2 separate regions of the Mus musculus genome follow, and region 2 is linked to region 1. A link is a contact called in public Hi-C data. All regions are on one chromosome and are shown on one strand. Each heading gives the region's core, a stretch centred on a gene start, on an enhancer-like site or on the middle of the called end of the contact. The rest is flanking DNA. Distances are from core to core; before and after follow the strand shown. Region 1 overlaps Gm36235 (a long non-coding RNA gene). Region 2 has its middle 150 kb from the start of Gm36372.

What was found. Hi-C and Micro-C count contacts between places; a contact is called where the count stands out from the background.
Region 2: a contact with region 1 is called in a Hi-C map of pre-B cells, with 2.5 times the contacts expected there. The contact joins two enhancer-like sites. A contact is called at or near these places in 1 of 39 promoter capture datasets (the C10 cell line), 1 of 15 datasets of contacts at CTCF or cohesin (large pre-B cells), 5 of 484 Hi-C or Micro-C datasets (B cells, myocytes and pre-B cells) and 2 of 115 datasets of contacts at active chromatin or transcription factors (CD8 T cells and large pre-B cells).

What each region holds. Positions count from the first base shown.
Region 1 is chr12:16,006,857-16,011,417 of GRCm38.p6, reverse strand. Gm36235 (a long non-coding RNA gene) reads left to right here. Exons shown (of 8, transcript XR_872507.1): 2 at 4,176-4,281. Among named protein-coding and RNA genes, the nearest start is that of Gm36235, 6.4 kb to the left of the region's middle. Within about 2 kb of position 3,042, at least 112 of the 459 cell types and tissues checked have an H3K27ac peak or open chromatin away from gene starts, as enhancers often do. A contact at or near this core is called in B cells and pre-B cells, where this site is marked.
Region 2 is chr12:16,382,724-16,387,210 of GRCm38.p6, reverse strand. No RefSeq gene overlaps it. Among named protein-coding and RNA genes, the nearest start is that of Gm36372, 150 kb to the right of the region's middle. Within about 2 kb of position 2,575, at least 44 of the 459 cell types and tissues checked have an H3K27ac peak or open chromatin away from gene starts, as enhancers often do. A contact at or near this core is called in B cells and pre-B cells, where this site is marked.

The DNA of each region.
Region 1 (4,561 bases), core at 1,793-4,292:
AGTTCCCAGGCCTCCATTTGCATCCACAGAGGTGTCAGCATACTCAAGTGAGCTGCCTTAACACAGAAACCCTGCCCCTAGTATATCTTTCTATCTTTGTGGCTTTGCCCATGTGTATGTGGAGGCCGGAGGGTGACATTAAATATCCTCAATTGCTCTCTAGCTTACTTTTTAAAAAAGTTCATTTTATTTCATTTTATTTTATTTTATTTATGTGTATGAGTGCTTTGCCAGCATGTTTGTATATGCTGCGTGTGTGTGCCTGTTGTCCCCAGAAGACAGAAGAGGGCATCGCATTCGTTGGGAAGAGAGTCATGGGTGTTGGTTAGTTACTATGTGGGTGCTGAGAAACTGAACCCCAGGTCCTCTCCGAGAGCAACAAGTGCTCCTAAATGCTAAGCAACTAAGCTACTTTTTGAAACAGGCCCTTTCACTGAACTTGAAACACATCAGTTCAGTTGGGCTAGCCGGGCAATGGGTTTCAGGGCTCCACCTGCTCTTCTTTCCCAGAACTGATATTACAAAAGTGTCTCTGAGCCTGGCTTTCTATGTTGGTGCTGGCGTCCAAACTCATTCTCTCATGCCAGCAGGACAAGCATCTCTCCAGCCTGTATTCTCCTTTTTTCTCTCCATGACATTCGCTCTGCATTTCGGTTTCTCTTCTGGTCATGCAAGGAAGGTGGGAGCCCTATAAACTTGACGCACAACGATAAGCTTGACGCAGGACGGCTGACCAACCTGCTTTCACCCCAATGTGATTTCTGACTTTACCTAGCTTGTCCAAAGACTGACGCTTCCATCTATCTCCTCATTCTTAGGCTAACTTCATAAAGTGGCAACAGGAGCTCTTGTAACAGTTAACACTAACGCGCTTTCCTCAGTGTGGGGGATAAAGAATCTCTCTTCCTTTTTCTCTTGCTGCATAGGGAAAGAGCCACACTCATCTTTATTCCCACACAGTGAGCTTGCCTTAGGCGATTCCGGTTGGGGAGGAGTGTCTCCTTTCGGTGAAATCTGAGCAAGCTGGGTGGGAAGGAGAGGGCACAGGGCATGAACTGGGGATGCAAGTGGGTTGTAATGGCAGGCTTTGCGACTTTCTCCCTGCACATAGTAAATTAATTCAGTCATTAAAGCTGAGTTTTGGAAACAAAGCTAAGTTAGGAAGGAGAAAGCCATGGCATACCAGGGTCCTCCTGCCTGTGTGCACTCCTGTGAGAACCACCGTAGCCAAGTCCTGGCTTCATCAGGAGACACGGAGAAATGTCCAAATGCCAATCTACAGCTCCAGAGACATCTGCGGCAGAGCCTTCTCGCCAGTGTCCTGGTGAGGAAACTGAATAGTGCAAGCTGGAGAAAGTCAAACAGGCCTCCAAGAGGCAATTCTTGGGGCTTTCTGGCTCCCTTCCTGCAATCTGCTAGGTCTTCCCTAAGTGTGGCAGCTGCTTCCACTGTCTGCAGCCTTTGCTGTCAGTGATTCATCAGCAGACAACTTGCTAATTTTTTGTCTGGAACCTCTTGAAGTATAATAAGCAGGGTTATTTAAAATAATAATAATAATGATAATAACAATACAAAGGCCAGGTAGAAGGCTCATGGACTGCTCAGACCAATCTGAGTGCTTCTTTTCTCTCCATATGGAGGAAAGATTCTTCATACCCCAGATAATATGTTAAATTAGTAGAAATCATTCTTTTTAGCAATTATTGTCTAGAGCTGAGTAAGATGTGGATATTAATTGATGCAGCTTTTCTTTCATATACTATTTTTGCATTGTGGATACATTCTTGCAAATAATGAGGCAATTTTGCCTGGTTGAAAGAGCCTTTTTAAAAAGCACAATTTAAGGATTTAAAGGATGATTTCATGTGAGGACTTGGGCAAGGAGAAACACAAGGCACATGAAGACAGTGTTCTTTTGTTGGCTGTTTGGGTAGCGGGTGCACGTTTGAGGTCCTGTGTTGTTATGCAGGAAAGGGTGGGAACTCTCCTCCACCCTTCCCCTTCCTGCCCCACACTAGCTGAACAGGCATGAGAAGGTCAGGGCTACTCATTCCAAAAGCTAGCAGAGACCAGGGTTTGCAAATCAGTGCTGCCCAGCAGGCCTGGTGTGACTACAAGCTTGGCTTAAGCCAGCTACACAGTCAAAACTATACCAAAAAGAGGCAGAAGGAGATGACGTAGTAACATGTTAATTGGCAGAGGTAAACAGCTCAGTCTCTGAAAGCAAAATTCAGAAGAGGAGAGCATAGCTCTCTGGTAGAGAATTTGCCTAGCAGGTATCCTGGGGCTGAAATGTAGCAGTTAATAATTAATATAACTGTATGCTTGTGTGAATTACTTCCCAGGAAAGCTGATACAATGGGATTAGCCACCCAACCCCCCCTCAGCACTTCCTTCAGAAGTGACCACCTCAAGCCTGCTCAGAGACTGAGTGTCAGAGGCAGGTGGGAGGTGGGGGCTTAAGTACACACTTTTGTACACACTTCCTACTATACTCTCTTTGGGGTGGGGGATGGGCTGTAACATCTCAGGATCTCAGCACAGTTAAGGATAGGAAAGAAGAGCATTTGATAATAGTTATCTCTGAGGGACAGTCTGTCTAGATGGCTTCTCAGGAGGTCTAGAAATGTCCTGCACAAACTTGTGACTTGTTTGTGAAGTCTTCCTTGGGGAAGAGCCCCTGTACATTAAACCTTAAATGCACTTAAGATAGGAAGCTCTGTGAAGGTCTTTCCTGCTGGCGAGATCAGTAGATAACTACCCACGAATGAAAAATCTCGAGAAACATGTTACAGGAAGTATGTGGATAAAGAAATGCCATGCAAACTTGCAAAGGAGATCTAAAATCGAAATTAGAAGATGGAGAGGCGCAAAAGCAATCAGAGGCTTGGTGGCTGGTGGAAGGCTTCAGAGTGTAAGACCCAGAGGCTGAAAAGAGGAAGGAACTAGCCAGCTCAAAGCCACAAGTCAGAATGAAGCCACCAGAGCAGATGTTAGACCCTGGTTTTCTGGTGTGAAAGACAGGTGTCACACTGTCTGTCTGGGCTTTATGTCTAAACATAAGAATACAGATCAGAGAGAGATCTTTGCTGATTCAACCTTGTGCCTTGGCATGTAGATGCCACCCATCCCTCCCCTGGTGACTACTTCCACATAAGGTATCTGGTTTGAGGTTCACCAATAATAATTCTCCAGGGCCACTAGTCTTAAGTCAGTGGGTCCCAGAGTTGTCAAAAGAACTATCAATAGTCCAAGGAAAAGAAAACAGATGACAGGGCTTGGAAATATTTTAACTGTCCTCTGTAAATGGTGGTTTCACATATGCAGGGGCAAATATAGCATGGCAGCCATGGTTTGCTTTATATCAAAAACTTTCTTTGGTTTTGTAGGGCTTGGGATTCTCTTTTCAAACTTGTTCTGCTCTGGAAATGCCACTCCTCTTGTTTGGCCATGATGTGCTTTCCTCCTCTCCTTCCTGTTAGGTATTGCATTAAGACAAAAGGAATTTAATGCCCAATTCTCCATCTCTAGCTCTGTGACTGACTTTAGGGGAAGCTCAGCCTGGGCAGGTACTACATCTCCACCCCAACGGAAAGAATCAGCCTCAAGACCTTTCTATCCAATCACGATGTTCTTCCCAAGGACAGGAGTCCTGCATGGCTGTCTATGCAGTAATGAAGAACAAGAGCCAAGGCTCATGTATTGGGGAAGTCACAGACTTTGTGGCTGGAGACCCAGAATGGTATCCAGGGGAATTGGGAAGGTTCCTTTAACTATCTAAAGAACACATTCCTCATTTTCAAAATTAAAGCAATGGAGCCTTCTCAGGATGTTGCTTTGAAAAATGTATAGAATATCTTGTTAACCCCTGGACCACAGAAGAATTCAATACATACTAGTTAGCATTTTTATAGACAGAGCTCATGTGGCATACAGCAGAGTCATCACACAGCACCTATCCGATCTCTAAAAGGATAGATGCATTTAAACCCTATTCAAATTCAACAAGTTTACTTACAATTTCTTTTAACTTCAGCAAACAATGAAGCTGTTATTATTTCTATGTTAGATGTGAGAGAATGAGGGTTAAATGGTATAATTGAAACAATTATTTTCTGGATAATGTATTGGGTATCTTTGACCATTAAGGAGAGTATATAATTACGTTCTTACAGTGTTACTAGAAGGCAACACTGAAGTTGAAAACAATATGGTGTCCTACACCTTCAGTGTCTGTGAAGCTTCAAGACTATTATACTTCCTGGCAGTATGTTCCAGAAGGTATGTTCTGTCCTGTCCATGTAGCATATAGTGTCCTGATGCTGTATTATGAGTCTTTTTAACAACTCAACAACCCATTTCACAGGGAAAGGGAGTGAGGTCCAGAGTCAGAGTACTACTTCAGTCCCACAAGGCTGGTGAGCTTCAATCAAGATCCAATCCCAGACCAGGGTGTCTGCAGTGCTCTGTTGTTCTCCACAACATCACACCACCTCCCACGGTTTCCAGAAATAGAATTAGTAAGCTCAGCATGACTCATGGTCTTCCTCGCCACAAAGTC
Region 2 (4,487 bases), core at 1,326-3,825, 380 kb before region 1:
GGCTGCCATGTGCTCACATCCACCTGCTCGCTGTTTGGTGCCATGTGTATCACCAAAGGCTTACCACTGAGGTCAAGTCAGAGTGTGTTGTTAGTGGCACTGAGGACACTGGTGCAGCCATTACCACCCCATCTTCTGAACTTAGTGCCTCACCCATACTCTCAGGTCTGCTCACCAGTGTCCTTCCTTCTTGGATGGGGAACCTGGCTCTTCTGGTCTTTGGTGTTTACCTGCTTCACATAGGATGTCTTATGCATCATCTGAGTTGTAGCTTGTGATTGGATTTTCTCCCTTTTCAAGACTGACTAATATGTCACTGGATGTCTCAACCACATTTTGCCCGTCCATTCACGCAGTACTGGGGAAGCTGGCTAATGTGAGTAAAATGTGAGTAATGTGTGCTGCTGTGAACCCACTCAGCTGGTGCTCTGCTTTTGCTACTCAGGCTGTCCAGATGCTAATGTTCTGGATCACATGCTAGTCCTGTATTACATTTAAAAATGTATTTACTTTATTTGTATTTGTGCTTTACCTACATGTTTGTGCATCATGTGCATGCAGTGCCCACAAAGGCCAGAAGAGGGCATTGGAACCCCTGGAACTGGAGTTACAGACAATTGTGAGCTGCCATGTGAGTACTGGGAATCAAACCTTGGTCTTCCGGAAGACCAGACAGTGCTCTTAAACATTGAACCATTTCTCCACCCTGTGTTAATTTTTGAGGCACTGTCACACTGCTTGTTATCAGATTCTCCACACTTATTACAGAGCTTTTATGCACATGTACTTTTGTACATAATTAAGTATATATTTTGTATACCAGTCATCCCAGTTAATGTGGCAAGTATTAAGTTTGATTGTGGCAGGAGCACACACATGTGTGGACATCAGAAGTTAACACAGCGTGCTTCTTTCTTCAGTCTTGCCTCATTTTGCTCACTGAGGCAAGGCTCTCTTGTTAGACCTGGAGCTTGCTATTTTGCTAGTCAAACTAGCCACAGAGAGCTTACCCCCAGGTGCTCTGGCGTCTTCTTCCCAGCATTGAATTAACAGGTAGGCCATATGTTCAACCCAACATTATGTGGGTATTGGGGATTCAAACTGTGATTCTCATATCTGGACAGTGAACACTTCACCCACCAAGTCATCTGCCCATGTACTCAGTGTGGAACCTTCAAACAAAATTTGTTGTTGTTGTTGATGTTCCCTCTGATTTTCTGTTCTATTCAGCCCTCTCCACTCTGTAGCTTTGACCTGGAGTTTCTCATTTTATGTTAAACAGCTACAGTATTCACAGGCAAGGCCAAGGCAGATCAGTGTCTGGAGCTGTGATTCTCAACCTGTGGGTTACAACCCCTTTGGTGAGGTGGTCCCACATCAGATAACCTGCATATCAGATATTTACATTACAATTCATAACAGTTGCAAAACCACAGTTATGAAGTAGCAACAAAAATAATTTTATGTTTGGGGATCACCACAACCTGAAGAACTGTATTAAAGGGCCTCAGCATTACGAAGGTTGAGAACCACTGCTCTAGAGCAAAGGTCCCCATCTGACAGCCATGGTGACATGCAAATGAAGAACGCTCTTATATGGACAAATACAGAACTGGGGGCCACTGATAGGACCTTCTGGCCATCCCCTCTGTCAGTTGTGCTACTTCCTAGAGTACCGGTCGAAGCTTTGTAGACTACATTGTAATATTGTAGAATTCCTATTTAGGGTAATGAAAATGTGCTATTCATGTACAGTGCAGTTTTATCCAGAAAAATAAAGTTAAGACATTTTCAGAAAAATGGGTGACCTGTGAAATTATTATATTAAATATATTAATATATATTTTATTAACTCAGAAAAGCAAATATCACATTTCTCTATTGTATGTGGGTCCACACATACACATATACAAAGATACTCAGATACACAGATACACACACACACACACACACACACACACACACACACATGTATGTGTGTATATAGGTGTGTGTGTGTGTGTGTGTGTGTGTGTGTGTATGCAGGTATAATTATGTAGAGGCAATAAAACTACAATGGAGACCACACACTGGAAATAAAGGGTGGCAAAGAACAGGAAGAGGGCAGTAAAACTCATATGGCCTAAAAGCAGATAAGATTCTACTGGGGTGGACAGGTGTGTGTGTGTAGGGTGGGGCTAAGGAGGAGAAGTAAAATCAACAAAAACAAATGACTCTTGGAAATGTCACAGTGAAAGCCAGTACTGTATGTGCTAATCAAAATTGATCATCATCATCATCAACACACACACACACACACACACACACACACACACACACACACACACACACACCAAAACAATTCCTACTTAGTTTAGTATTCTTGCAAGCTGAGGGAGTTAGGCCTTCATGCTCCACACTTAGGCAAACCATGCATTTCTAGGAAGATGACAGAAATTGGAGGATAAAACACAGCCATGTAATATTGCATCAGGGAGCAGTGGAAGGCAGGGGAAAAGAACCCTGGGGGTTCAGCAGGCATCTAACTTTTCAAAATTTCTCCAATAATCAAATTTGCAACTGGCCATGTGCTGCACACACCTGGCAGGAAGTATATCTAACAGAATATGCAAATACCTCTTGCCCAGATGGGTTTTCTTTCCCCCGTGTACTTTTTACAGCTTCCTTGCTTTGAGTTTTATTTACCAGTTATAAATTTAAAAATTCTTGTGTGTGTGTGTGTGTGTGTGAGTGTGCATGTGAGTGTGTGGTGTATATGTGATTGTGTAGTGTGTGTGTGTAGAGAGAGTGTGTGGTGTGTTTGGAGTGTGTAGAGTATGTGTGTGGGATGTGCATGTGAATGTATGTGTGTGTGTGTTTGAGCGTGGTGTGCATGTGACTGTGTGTCTGTGGGAGTGTGGTGTGCTTATGAGTGTGTATGTGTATGGAGTGTGTGTGTGTGAGAGAGAGAGTGTGTATTTTCTATGGTTCTGGGCATGGTAAGAGAATGTGTCTGTTGTGTTAAATTACTTGGTTTGTGGCATTTTGTCTCTGCAGCCCTAAACTCAGTGGTTCCCAAGACATGGATGCCTCCCAGTGATGAAGAATCCAGGGTAAGACCAGCATTCTTGACCTTGCTGGGCACAGTGGGTCCTGGCACAGAGGGCCAGTGGCTTTGCCACCAGACACCCTTGACGTCCATGATGTGCTAGGTTTTCTTATTTATCTGGGGGCTTGGCTTTCCCGCATCAATGGTGTTGGATGGTAGTGTCCTCATCCTGGCGGACCTGAGGGAGGGTTAACACACTGAGGGACTAGGGCTTGCTTGGCCACTGCCTGCCCTGCTAAGGGCCCTCGGTTAACTTTTGTTACCAGCCGTCCAGGTGCAGCCTCTCTCTTCCACGAGACGGCGCCTCTCGTGTCAGTCCTTGATTGCAAGTTTTGCTGCTCACTTTTGCCCTGACGTTGTGTTTATTTAAGGAACCATTCGTTTGGGTGAAACCTCACAGCGTTTAGGTTTTGGCTGAGTGAGCTGGAACACTCTGTTGAGTATTTATAGCCAGAAACATTTGTTCGCCTTAGACCACATGACTTGACATCTCTGAAACTTGAGCAAGCTCCGGTTTGCTTTGGATCTTTAAGCCTTTCTGTGGTGTAGAGGAGAGTGACGGGTTCGGAAGCTCTCGCTGTTTTGTAACTCTCTTGGTACCACTCCAGTGAGCCAAGCGAACTGTGGTCCCCATCAGTTGTCATACAGGACTCTTGAGTGTCACCATGCAGGTGTGCAGATGGCACAGACAGTAGGCCAAAGACTTCAGGTCTCTGGATTTTACCTCAAGTATTTAGCAGACAACTTTAGTGAGGGGAAAAATCCCAAACTAAACCAAACCAAACCAAATAACCAGAAACAACATTTAAAAAAGCAACACCCCTAAAACCCAACCTGTTTTTCAAATTTGGGCCGAGGCGAGTGAGTCCTGAATGCAAGAAGAAAAACCACATTTTTTTTTTCTTCTATACACCTGTGTGTGCACAAGGTAAGGCTTATGAAGTTTCTCCTTTTTGAAAAAGAAATCATCTGACTCTCAGCCAATACTATGGCCTTAATGTGCGTTCTGCCAATGCCTCCAAAACCATTTGAGAGCAGGCCACAAAAACAAAAAACAAACAAACAAACAAACAAAAAAAAAACCCAACCAACCAACCAACCAAACAACCGAACTAAAAACAAAACAAAGCAAAACAAAGTCCCCAAACTGCCCAGGTTTGCCGATGGAGAGTTGGAGGCAGTCTGCACAGACTCTGTGGCGAGAAATATTTGGAGAAACGAGAGCCGACTTTTCAGTCTTTTCTTGCCAGAAAGCCAAAAGCAAAGCTGGAATTTTGTGGTTCCGGCACTTTGTGTGCCTCCCAGTCATTTTGCACAGATGGTTCTGGTTTAAGGCCATGATGCCCCATCCACTGGAGGGAAAGAAACCGGGCGACCACCCCAAGCCTCCCATTCTGAT